Regions from separate parts of the Rattus norvegicus genome. Here region 2 is linked to region 1. Evidence: chromatin contacts called from public Hi-C data. All regions are on one chromosome and are shown on one strand. Each heading gives the region's core, a stretch centred on a gene start, on an enhancer-like site or on the middle of the called end of the contact. The rest is flanking DNA. Distances are from core to core; before and after follow the strand shown.

Region 1 (6,122 bases), core at 1,066-3,565:
GATTGAGGGACCCAAAGAGGACAGGGACTCCACAGGAAGGCCAACAGAATCAACTAACCTGAACCCTTGGGAAGGTCCCAGAGATTGAACGACCAACCAAAGAGCAAGCTCAAGCTGGCACTAGGTCCCCTGCACATGTGTAGGAGATGAGCAGTTTGGTCTTCATGCAGGTCTCCCAAACAACTGGTGCAGGGGCTGTCCCTGAGCCTGCCTGCCTGCCGGTGGAGCCCCTACCCATAAAGTGTTAGCCTTGTCTGGTTTCAGTGGGAGAGGGTGTGCCTAGTCCTGCAGCAACTTGATGGGGAGGGGGGCTGAGGGGTGGGGCTTGACACCCAGAGGGGGGCTTCCCATTCTAAGGAGAATGGGGGAGGACTTACGTGAAGAAGTACTGGGAAGAGAAGAAGGGCTGATACTGGGTTGTAAAGGGAATAAAAAATTCAAAGCAAGATGATGGGAGGATTTTTGTAGAGAAGGTGGAAGATTCCAGGAGGGACGAACAACCCTAGTTGCCCAACCTAGTGAGAGACATGTCAGCAATGTGGTGAAAATAAGGTTTGGGATTCGTGGTTTAGCCCATTTCCCGGAAGTCACATCTGATTCTCTGATGATTCGAGCTCTGTTTTCCTCTGTCCCCTTAGACTTTCCGCATTGCGCCCCCGATGCGTGTCACAAAGCTGGAAGTGGATTTTGCATTTGAAGTATTTCGTTCTGCCTTAACTCAACACATGGAGAGAAGAGCTAAGTAAGAAGAGCCCCAAGCCTCAAGAACTTCTCAACTATGCTCAGAGTTGGATTGGAGAGATGCTGAAACCACAAGTATTAGATAGAAAAAAACCCTGCAGCCCTCTGAAGTAATTGTAAAAGACTCGATGGACTATCTACTGGCTACATTTGTCAACTGAGTCCCCATTCTCCTGATAATTCCATCCTTCAGGAGAAGTATCTGTCACTGGCTCACAGAATAAGTCTTAGTTTGTGTAGATTAGTCTGGGCTAATGTTATTTCCCGTTGCATTAACTGGTTTGTAAATGAATACACAGTATATGTGTCGCCGATGAGTCCTGAAGTAAATCCTTTCCGTGACACTACCTCTGGGCAAACATTTTTTCATGCTTCAGCTCAGATGCCTCTCGTCACACTGGAAACTTCGGCCTCTCATGATGCGGTTTCTCAATTCACACCAGGCACCTGGAAGCCCTGTAGGGATAAAGCCTGGTCACTGTACTACGCTGGGAATGTGGTTGGAAGCTAAGAGGTTGGTAATGTCAATGAATCACTGACCATGAATCCTGGAACCACCCTATCTCAGGGTTTCTTGATTTATGAAACAATAAATTCGTGGTGCTGCTTAAGACTTTTAATATTTAATATTTATTTAATATTTAAGACTTTTAATATTTTCCATTATTGCAGCCCAAGGCATCTTGGGAAACAATGCAGAAAATACCTTAGGAATGCAGCTGTACCCCAAACCTTCAGCTCCCTAAAAATATCTATTTTTTTTCTCGTGTGGTCAGCATCATCTCACCTTCATCTAAACCCTTCCTTCTGCTGTGGCAGATGCATACATAATTTCCAAAATTCTGGTCATTAGTATGTACAACTGTAAATATTCTTTGATATAGGTGTTACCTGGCTGTGTCTTAGAACTGGCAATATTCTTTAATTTGACATACTACTCACTTAAATGTATTTAACAATAACATTCATATAATTACCATAAATTGCAAAATATACTACTTACAGAGAATCCATGAAAACAGAGGAAAGGCACCTAGACATAGTCCATGACGCGTTTGTCTCACAAGTACAGAGACTTCTGCTGGATCACAACACAAACAATAGTGGGCCACTGGAGAGGCTGAGACAGGGGAATTCCTGGGACTCACTTTCCACAGCCTAGCTCAATTACCAAATCCCAGAACAGTGAGAGGGCCTATCCCAAAAAATCCAAGATGGTGGCTATCCCTGAGGAATAACAGTCCAGGTTGACCCCTGGCCTCCTCACTCACTTTTACACACCCAACCAAATGAATAATTTTAAAATCCTGTTCTCAGAGTACATTAGAGTTTACAAATGTGTTCAGCCTAAAAAAAATTTTTTTAATTAGAGTATTTGAAGCCTAGTAAAAATAATACTGGCAAACTGACCAAGACCCTCTCTGGAATAAAAGCCAAAAAGCAACCGAAGAGCTAACTTAATCATGTGATTGGATATATATTTAAAATATGTTCCAGCTTGAAGCTGTGCCCTGATTGTCTTATCCTTCTTGTGATGTCTCTTTTAACACATCCTACAGCTTGCTACCAGATTTGTTTCCATCCGGCATTGACTTAAACATAGCATTCCCTAGTGCAAAGCCTCCCACCTTCTCCCCAGTGTCCCTCAGACAAATCAGATTCCTTCAGTGTGGAACACCATGTTCACCAGGATGCTAGAAGAGTGACTACCAGAAGTGTTCGGTTTGGCACCATGGAAAGACCATGCTAGAAGAGTGACTACCAGAAGTGTTCGGTTTGGCACCATGGAAAGACCATTGAATTAAGAGAGCATTCTCTACTTGGTTCTCCAGCTTAATTTGCTATAATTGACCCTGAACAAGTCTTTTAGCCTTTCTTAGCCCCAGTTTCTTGAGAGCTAAATGTATTAACTTGCCTGGGCTCATCTTAGGAGTGGATTTGGTTTTAAAACTCAGAAAACTAACGAGCCCTGCAAAAGATAGAGTCCTTTCGAACTATGTCTTCCTTCTTTCCTTCATAACCACTGTTTCCCCAAGAAGAGTTTTTGTGTTCCATTTGTTTCCTTTCCCCCCCAGCCCAGCCCAGCCACCAGGGTCTGAGTCCTGCCACTCGCCATACAGGCTGGGTGTTGGTGGCACACACCTTTAATGCCAGCACTCAGGAGGCAGAGACTGTTTACAGTCTCTCTTGTAATAAGTGGTGTATACAGAGGGAAAAAGAGATAAGGCAAACTTGCTCTACCGCAAATGGCTGAGGCAATCTTTATTCCAGACTGGCAGGACAATGGACTTACAAGAGAAAAGAAGTTATCTATTTATGTGGGTCTCACCTTCATGACCCAACACCTGTCACTGGGCCTCCCAACACTGCTGCACTGGAGATGAAACATGAAAATCCTGACAAAAAGCCAACAATACAATTCCAAAAGATAGCCAGATGCCGGGCTCTATTTCTGGGCTTTAAAAGGTGCATGGCTCTACCCAACTCCCAGATGACCAAGGGAAACGGCAACTCTTGGAAAGAGATGAAATTGAACATGCATCACAGTCCTGAAGGCAGGAAGGGTATGACTTGGTGCATTGGGACACCGGATAGCCTTTCATTCTTCTTCCTGGTATTTAAACAGGAAGGCATCCTTCTTTGTTCCATTTGGAGTCGTGGGCAGGCACTTAACACCACCATCTTTCTCCCTTCCATTTTCTGCTCTACCCACAGGAGGTGGGCTATAAGCCAGCTTGCATAAGACAAGGAGCCTACATTCTTGCCAACTTTTTTTTCCCTTTCCTATTAAAACAGTCTCAAGTGAAGACAATGAATACTTAGCTCAAGTAAACTTCTTTGCACACCTGGAACATATTGATAGTTAATCATGTAATTAAATACAATGGCAAAATGTTAGCAACTGCTTTAAAATATTTTGAATACCAATCCACTAAAAAAGGCATGTGTTTTTTATTTTTTTTAAATCAGACCAAACTTGGGTTATAAGATTAATATTCAGAATTATTGTCAAAAAGCACTACAAACAAGTGATAGAATAATAAACTACACTCTTATTTGGATCTTAAAAATTCCATTCATATATCAGTGTAGCATTTAACTTTCCAGAACCTTTGTCTCTCGATATTCTTAAGGGATTGATACCAAACATGAGGGTGCTTGTTTTACTACTCACATAGCAAGCAAAAGTGAAAAAAGCAAATAACAAGTATCAGACAGCTAGACGCAGCAAACAGTAAGATACACACATAACATCCAGCAAATGTGAATGGAATAGCCTGATTCAGAGAGCAGACAAAGCAGAGCATTGGAGCATGATCTAAACTGAGTGGGGATGGGCCAGACAACTGAAGCTGCTGGCTGAACTTTCTCTACACGGACCAATTTCCAACTTCTCTTTCCCATCTCAGCAATTTTTATACCCAAAGGATAAAGAATAGTAACCTATGTTGGAAATAACCCACCTTTTAGTTGTTCTTATGGACACAGTGTTTTTAACACTCTTTGTTACTGGCTTTGTTTTTTTAGCACTCACCATTACAGAGCTAGGGGCCAGCCTGAACCAGAGCAGGACATTTACAGAGGACGTTTGTTAAACATGTTTGAGTCTGCCACAAAAAAAGGCCTCCTTGCTGCCAAAAGAGTCTTTCAATGAGCTTAAGCAACAACTTAAGCAGTATATTATGATGCTCAAATCTTTTATCTTAACAGGCACCCATAGAATTTGCATATGACTTTCAAACATACACCTTAAATCACAATTAGATTATTCATAATATATAATACAGTACAAATTTTAATATTTAGTTTATGGAATAAACACATAAAACAGTCTGTACACATGTCTATGATGTCTATTTTTGATTGTCAACTTGACAACATCTGGAATTAACTAAAACCCAAAAATGGCTGGGCACAACTGTAAGGGATTTTTGCTTAGTTGGATCATTTGAAGTAGGAAGACCCATTTCTAATCTGGATCTTTGAGGTGGAAAGACACACCTTTAATCCAGGTCTTTTGAGGTAATCTAAGTCAGGGATATCCCTTTCTGCTGGAAGCCAATATAAAGAACATGGAACAAGGAATACTCTTTTTGCTTCCTTGTTCCTGACCTCACTAGCATTTCTTCACTGGAATAAGAGCCTACCTCTTCAGGATTCCAGCATAGCCTGGGAGAGCTGAGACACCAAGATTTGTGGACTGAACAACTAACTACTGGGTCCTTGACCTTCCATTTATAGGCAGCCATTGTTGGGTTAGCAAAACCACTGCCTATAAATCATTTTAATAAATCTCCTTTAGATAGAGATAGATAGGTAGATAGATAGATAGATAGATAGATAGATAGATAGATAGATAGAGGCAGATTTAATCTATAAGTTCTGTTACTATAGAGAACCTTGACTAATACAATGGCAATTTCAGGTACAAGTTTTGCTGATGTTTTTTGTCCACAGTTGACTGAATCCTTGAATGAGAATCCTAGGACCCAGAAAGCCAATCTTCTAAGAGTCACATTAATCTTAGAAGGTATCTGTGAACTTTAATAGGGTTCAACTCCTCAGGCATCCTGAAATAACACTCAGACTTCACCTTTTCTACAAAGAGTAACAGAAGATAACAGAAAGCATTTGCCTCTTCGTCATCAGCATGCTACCAGAGAAGCATCATAATAACCCTCATTTGCAAGGAGCACTGAAGGACTGCTGGGTCCTACACAAGAAGTTTACTCTTAGATAGTTAAACTGAAGCCTCAATCAGTAAACATGGCAGCAGTTGTCCCATTAAAGACAGTGGTAGCTACCAATAAGGGTTGGGAAATGAAATTTACAAAAGCAGATGGATGGGACTTGTGCCAAGATCTAGCAGCTGTTTTGTCCTGCTACCAGTTGCCCCCGTCACATGCCGTAATTTAGTCTTTCATACTGGATGACTTAACAGTATGCAGAACTCTGCCCTCCAAGGAACACAGAAATTCTTGTTAACCAGAAAGAAAACATTTCCGTTTTCATCATCCCACAAGTTAAAGTTCTGAAACACAAAAATGTTCAAGGAGTTTAATGTGCTCCCATGAGATTCGAGTAGAAACCTTGAGACTTCAGCCGACAGGAACTCTGCCCTGTAGAGAAACAAATAACAATATGATTGTCTCTGGCATCAAGTTGCCAGGGGAAACATGAGGTTATTACTGATGCCTTAAGACTCATCTCCAGGGCACTAGAGTTCAACAATGAGGAGAAGGATGCATGTCTTATACAACTTGAAAATGAATGATGGTAGAATGTTAACAAATGGAAAAGCCCTCTGAATTTAGCTGAGTGGAGGCAAAGAAACAAAGGCATAACGATTATAGTTCATTTGGGTTTAGTGAAGATAGAAG
Region 2 (6,122 bases), core at 922-3,421, 83 kb after region 1:
GGAACATAGGCCAAGGTCTTAAAACGAAACGGACTACTTCACCACCCTCACCACTGCAAGGATCTTTCCTTAGCCCCCTAACATCTTTAACTTTTTATTCTCCCCATTACAGTTCCTATGTTCATTTCCAGTTTAACTGTACAGAAAGGCAAGACTCTTTCTAGCTTTAATTATACATGTATCAGACAGAGTAAAGCTTCAAACTCAACTCTAACACTAAACTTTACCAAGCCTAAACCTGCATATTTCCTTACCAATATTTCTTCCCCCCTTCTTTAGCCCTTCCCTCCTTCTGCTACCTCACTTCAGGGGCTCATACTCTGAAGATCCCATTTGCCTCTGGTTTCTCACAGACATCATAAGCACCACTGACCACTATCAGTTCCTCTTTACAACAGTTTGTAAAGCCTACAGTGTCCTTAAATCCCTATAACTGATTATCAACAGCTGCAAAGCTCTTGAATGCCTGGCTTTCCCAGACAGAATCACTGTGACAGCTAACTAGCACCAATTTAATCTTGGTTTCCAAACTTCAACATGGACTATAAAATGCATTTTCACTGTTTACAACACCACTGCCCAACACTGACCCTGCACATTCTCAGCTAATCAGCTGAGTTTTTAGATTTTCTCCACCAACCCTTACCCCCCATTTAATGCCTTTGATGAATTTTTTTCATCTCCCCCCCAATATATAAATTGAACCCTTTCTTTGAAATCCAGCTAAAAGGCTAAGTCCTACATGTTTCCTTACCACCCTAAAAGTAGTAATTGCCTCATTAACTTCAATTAATGTATCATAGTGTGACTCAGATTACAGTTCCCAACATGTTTCTGTCTGACTCCTAAAAGAGAGCACTGACTTTTATTGAAAACCTTATGAGTCCAGCTTATTTTTCGAAAAAGTCACTTTTATCCTTTCAGACAAGGGTATGAGATTTAGCTGTTAATTAAAACTGGGGTACAATATACACTGGCCTTTCACATTTACTTTTTACTTAGTACTAGAGTACTACACTAAGCACAAAGGTCAGAAAAGTCTGAGGCAAGATTTCCTCCATAAATATACCTTGCTTAAGGAGTTTTCAGGTGACGGAAAGTAACTCTAACAAGAACCTGCTCGCCTTTAGAATAAACCCAGTTTTCTATGAAGCCTTCTTTCCTGCTAAACTCCAGTATTTCTGGAGGAAAGAAATCTTGTTCATCGTCTCCTAGATGCCAAGGCCAGGAAAGCTCATCTTGGTATAAGTGTGACGCACTGTTGAGCACAGTAAAATTAATGGTCTAAGTTTATTATTATTGATAATATTATTATCCCGGGGTTGAGGATTTAGCTCAGTGGTAGAGAGCTTGCCTAGCAAGCGCAAGGCCCTGGGTTCAGTCCCCAGCTCCGAAAAAAAAAAAAAAAATACTATTATCCTTTGAATTAAAGATCTAACCAAACAAGTTGGACTCACAGGGACAGTAACTTTAAAGGCTTGGCAAACAAACTTTGGTAACCCCGTGTGATATGGACCAAGATGGAAGGAATTTATTGATACACCATAAAGACTTTGAGGAAAAAAAGAAAAAGAAAAAACATTACTCTGGGGAGGCGGGGGACCAGTAACCGGAAGGCAGAATATTAGAACTAAATACTCATTAAATTACCTCCCTGTTAGTTGGCTAAGGGTCTACGAACAGCGGTTTCCAGGAATACGGCCATCTGCACGAAAACTAGACATAACACTGTCCTGTCCAGTCAAGGGAACCTTAAGCTCATAATCCAGTCAAGTTTTGGTTGAAGTCACTTCGGTAGCTCAAAGGCGGGTCAGGAAGCCGACTCCAACTCCAGGAGTCGGGCCTCTTACCTTGCAAACAGGACCTGGAATACGATCTTTTTCTTCCTCCGCCTCTTTTGCCACATCGGCCTGCTTAGCTGGCTGCCCGGCATCTTTCCGGTTCTTTTTTGGCTTCTTTGCTTGAACCTCCAGGTCCCCACGCCGCTTTCTCTTAGTCGCCGCCATCCTGCCTCGCCGCGTTAGTTGCTGTCCACACTTCCGGTTCCGCCGCTCGCTCCTTCTTCCGATCTCTATGGTAGTGCACGCTGAGCCCTGAGTTAGTCATCCAGCTCTCAGACGCTTTCTTCCGGTCTTGTGGTAGACTATCTAGGCACCCGGCGGCTCGGTGGTGACGGTGGCCTGGTTGGCTGCGGGTCTGAACAGTGGCGGGAGCTGTTTGCCAGGCTTGCTGGCTTCTGGATTCTCAGGGTGTTCTTCTTGGGGCTAGGCTGACAAGGGCTTTACGGGATCGGACGTCACCTCAAAGGCAGGGGCCTGGCGCCCGGGGCTCCCCTTAGTGGCCGCTGTGCGGCGAGCGGGCTGGTGAGCTGGGTGACGGTCGGCGCCGCGGTCTAAGGTGTCTGTGGCGGGCTAAGGTTGGTGGCGCTCAGAGGGGCTAAGCAGGCCTCGTGCTCTTGTTACCCTGTAGGAACCCGCGCCAATTAGAACTACCCAGTGAATTGCATTTTCCGGCTGTATCAGACAAGGAAACCGTAGTTTTGAGACATGGAGATAGAATGTTCCCGATTTCGGCTCGGGTTGAGATCGCCAGTCCTGTTAGCACTGATCGCGGGGTTTGTTGTTCCGTGTCTCAGGTTTTCGGAGATCTTCCGGAAGAGGAGCATCCTTCTCTCTGAGCTGAACGTACAGTGGTCCACCCATGCCTCTCCTAACCCAGTACAATGAGGATGAGTACGAACAGTACTGCTTAGTGGCCAGCCTTGACAACGTTAGGAATCTCTCCACTGTCTTGAAAGCCATTCACTTCAAAGAACACGCCACGTGTTTTGCTACTAAAAATGGAATCAAGGTTACCGTGGAAAATGCAAAGTGTGTGCAAGCCAATGCCTTTATTCAGGTATGGGGGAGTGGAGACATTTTTAAGCATTCCCTAACGAGTTTAACTTGAAGGACTTATTCCATAAAACTCAAGTTAGAGAACAAAATGCCTACTTTTTTCTTTCCTGCCAACAAATACTTTCCCCATCTTGTCTCACACAGATGAACGATTACTAGTGACAGTTTATTAATGAGACACTCATCACCATTTACCTTTTATAGACACTTTATCTTTCCTATTTGACATAAGTGGCACCAGACTTAATTTTCAATAGTCTTATTTAGTTAGGATAACAACCGAGAATGTTTACTCTTTACAATATAATTATTGAAATGCATGTTTTAGTTTTTCCTCTTACTGGCTGTAATAGCATTTTTCCCCCCGAGGCAGTCTAACATATGGCCCTGGTTACCTGGAACTTGCTTTTGTAGACTAGATCGACTTCAAGTTCTTGGAGATCAGCCTGCTTCTGCCTTGTATTGAAGTACTGGCATCAAAGCCCCACCATCACCCACAGCTATAATCTATTCTTATGTAGTATTTGTATGAGTCAGGTCGGAGCTCAATGTTCAATTCATGTTTTTGAACGCTTGAGTATAGTATCAACTCACAATTATGTAGGAATAAATAAAACATGGTTTCTGTTTTCAAAAGAAATTGGAAATAATTATCATGCATGCATTATTAAATTGTCCTATCCTGAAGTGACTTTAGCTTTAACTGATAGGCACAAAAGACAAAGTTAGGATAAACTTAGTGGATTTAGATCCAGAAATGAAAATGAAGGACCCTTGCTGAGAGGGGTTGTCTTTGTGGTTTTTTATTTGGTTTTGGTTTTTACTTTTTAATTTTATGTGTAAGAATGTTTTATCTGCATGAATGTCTGCAAAAGGCATGTGCCTGGTTCCTGCCCAACCCAGAAGAGGGTGTTGGGTCACCATGGTGAACTATATTACTACTACTACTATTACTATTACTGCTATTACTACTACTACTACTATTACTACTACTACTATTACTACTACTATTGTTGTGGCATAAACATTTATTATGGTTAAATTGGTTACAGATGGTTTTGAGTCACCATGTGGGTGCTGGAAATCAAACGTGTTTTCTGGAAGTGTAGCAAGTGTACTTAACTGATGAGCCATCTCTCCTACTCCCTTTTAACCAAAAAAAAAATTCATACAATATATTTTCATCATATCCTACCCCTACCCCCTTCAGGAGCTTCTAAATGGGGCCTTAGTGTTACACCTTTAATGATTAAACCATCAAGTAGTATTCAAGTGATAAACATTGCAAAGTTAGCATGCCTTAGTTGGGAATGAGAAATAGTCTCATGGAGTTGGCACAGTATGGTTACTTTCTAAGCATAAAGTGAAATGTAAACTCTCATGTGTGAATTTTTCATTCCTTACTATGACCTCACTTTCATGTTTGCATGTTTGTTCTTTCCTAGGCTGATGTATTTCAAGAATTTATCATTCAGGAAGAATCCGTTACTTTTCGAATTAACTTAACTATCCTTTTAGACTGTTTATCTATTTTTGGATCAAGTCCTACACCAGGTGAACTATATTTCTACTACTACTACTATTATTACTACTACTACTACTGTTGTTGTGGCATAAACATTTATTATGGTTAAAAGCATAGAAAATACAGTAAGACTTCTGGGATATGAGCTTTTCTATGTTTTATTTATTTTTGGAGGCAGTCTTATGTATCCCAGCCTGGCCTTGAGCAGTCTGTATAACTGAGGATGACCTTGAACTTACCTTCCAGCCTTTGCCTCGACTGAGGAGATGATAAAGATAGGCAGCCACCTGTAGTTTTATGTGGTATTGGGGATTGAAACTAGCACTTAGTACATGTTAGCCAAGCTCTCTACTATAGCTGAGCTACAGCCCCAAGCCAGCCAATCCTTTGTTAGAAATCTAATTGCTCAGGGAAGACCTGGGGTCCCACTCCTAGTGGAGCTTTTGGCAGCTGGGAGCAGAGGAGAAAATCATTTCTTTGGAGGTCCTAGGGAGGGAACATTAACCTTAACCCTAACCCTAATAAGTAGACCCTAATAATTAGGGTGTGGATTTGTTTACATGGATTAAAATTTCAAAGAATAAAGGGAAACTAATTCTCAGCTCATTTTCCTCCCACTGATGACAATCATAAACATAAATATTCAGACTGCCAGATGAGTATTTGTTTACAGTTCTTTACATATTCGTGAAGGCATTCATTCATCTTAGTTCATCTTACTATGCAGGGTAAGTTGTTACCTTCCTTGTTGCTGTAGAAAAAAATGACCTACAAAGCAGTTTAGGTTTATATCAGCTCACAGTTGGAGTGTTTAGGCCATGTGGCAAGGAAGGGCTTGGAAGCAAGGAAAGAGCGTGAGGCAAATGCTCACATTGTCCACAGTCAGGAAGCTGGCTCTCTTATTCAGTCTAAGAGGGAAGCCCTTAAAGTGGTGCTACCTACATTTAGGGTGGGGCTCCTACAACCTCATCCTGATCAGGAAACTCCCTCATCACAGATGTGCCTGGGGGCTTGTTTCCTAGATGATGCTAGAGCCTGCCAAGTTAACAGTATTAGTTATCACAGTGCTCTGAGAGTTGGCTCAGTGGTTAAGAGCACTGACTGCTCTACCAGAGGTCCTGAGTTCAATTCCCAGCAACCACATGGTGGCTCACTACCACCTATAATGGAATCTGATGCCCTCTTCTGGTGTGTCTGAAGATAGCGACAGTGTACTCATAAATAACTTGAAAGAATTTTTTTGTAAAAATTTTAAATCAAAAGACTTTAAAGTCTTAAAATATCTTTAGCAATGTGAAATATGTTTTAATTACATATTTATTCTAACTTACTCAGAATTACTTAGAGGCAAAGAGAAGCAAATTTTTGCTGACTCCCAGTTGACCGTTGACTAGGAAATTCAGTTACCCTGTATATAAGTCCAGAAGGATCCCAAAAGAATCCGAGAATTGCTTTATTTCATTGGGAAGTAACTCATGGCTTTGCACTGGCAGGTCCATAATTAAGTTTTGGTTTTGCAGGGTCCTGAGTATAACTCAGGTTGGCCTTAAACTTGAGGTATGCCTGTCTTAACTTCTGAGTGTTGGGATTACAGTGTACTCTGCCATACAATGTACCCTAGATGACCTGGAACTTGCTGTGACCCCCTAGGATTGCAAGTCTTAGTCGTGATCTGTAGCTGGGTCCAATTTCACACTTTG

Evidence for each region. Hi-C and Micro-C count contacts between places; a contact is called where the count stands out from the background.
Region 2: a contact with region 1 is called in a Hi-C map of the Rat2 cell line, with 4 times the contacts expected there. The contact joins the promoter of Rad1 here to the enhancer-like site in region 1. A contact is called at or near these places in 2 of 12 Hi-C or Micro-C datasets (the Rat2 cell line and frontal cortex).

Annotation. Positions count from the first base shown.
Region 1 is chr2:61,103,741-61,109,862 of GRCr8, forward strand. Agxt2 (alanine-glyoxylate aminotransferase 2) reads left to right here. Exons shown (of 14, transcript NM_031835.2): 14 at 639-1,088. The coding sequence ends at 746. Among named protein-coding and RNA genes, the nearest start is that of Agxt2, 43 kb to the left of the region's middle. Within about 2 kb of position 2,316, at least 7 of the 93 cell types and tissues checked have an H3K27ac peak or open chromatin away from gene starts, as enhancers often do.
Region 2 is chr2:61,186,638-61,192,759 of GRCr8, forward strand. Rad1 (RAD1 checkpoint DNA exonuclease) reads left to right here and starts at 2,172. Exons shown (of 6, transcript NM_001106419.1): 1 at 2,172-2,416; 2 at 2,636-2,898; 3 at 4,343-4,451. The coding sequence starts at 2,701. Brix1 (biogenesis of ribosomes BRX1) reads right to left here and starts at 2,010. Exons shown (of 10, transcript NM_001029915.1): 1 at 1,851-2,010. The coding sequence starts at 2,006.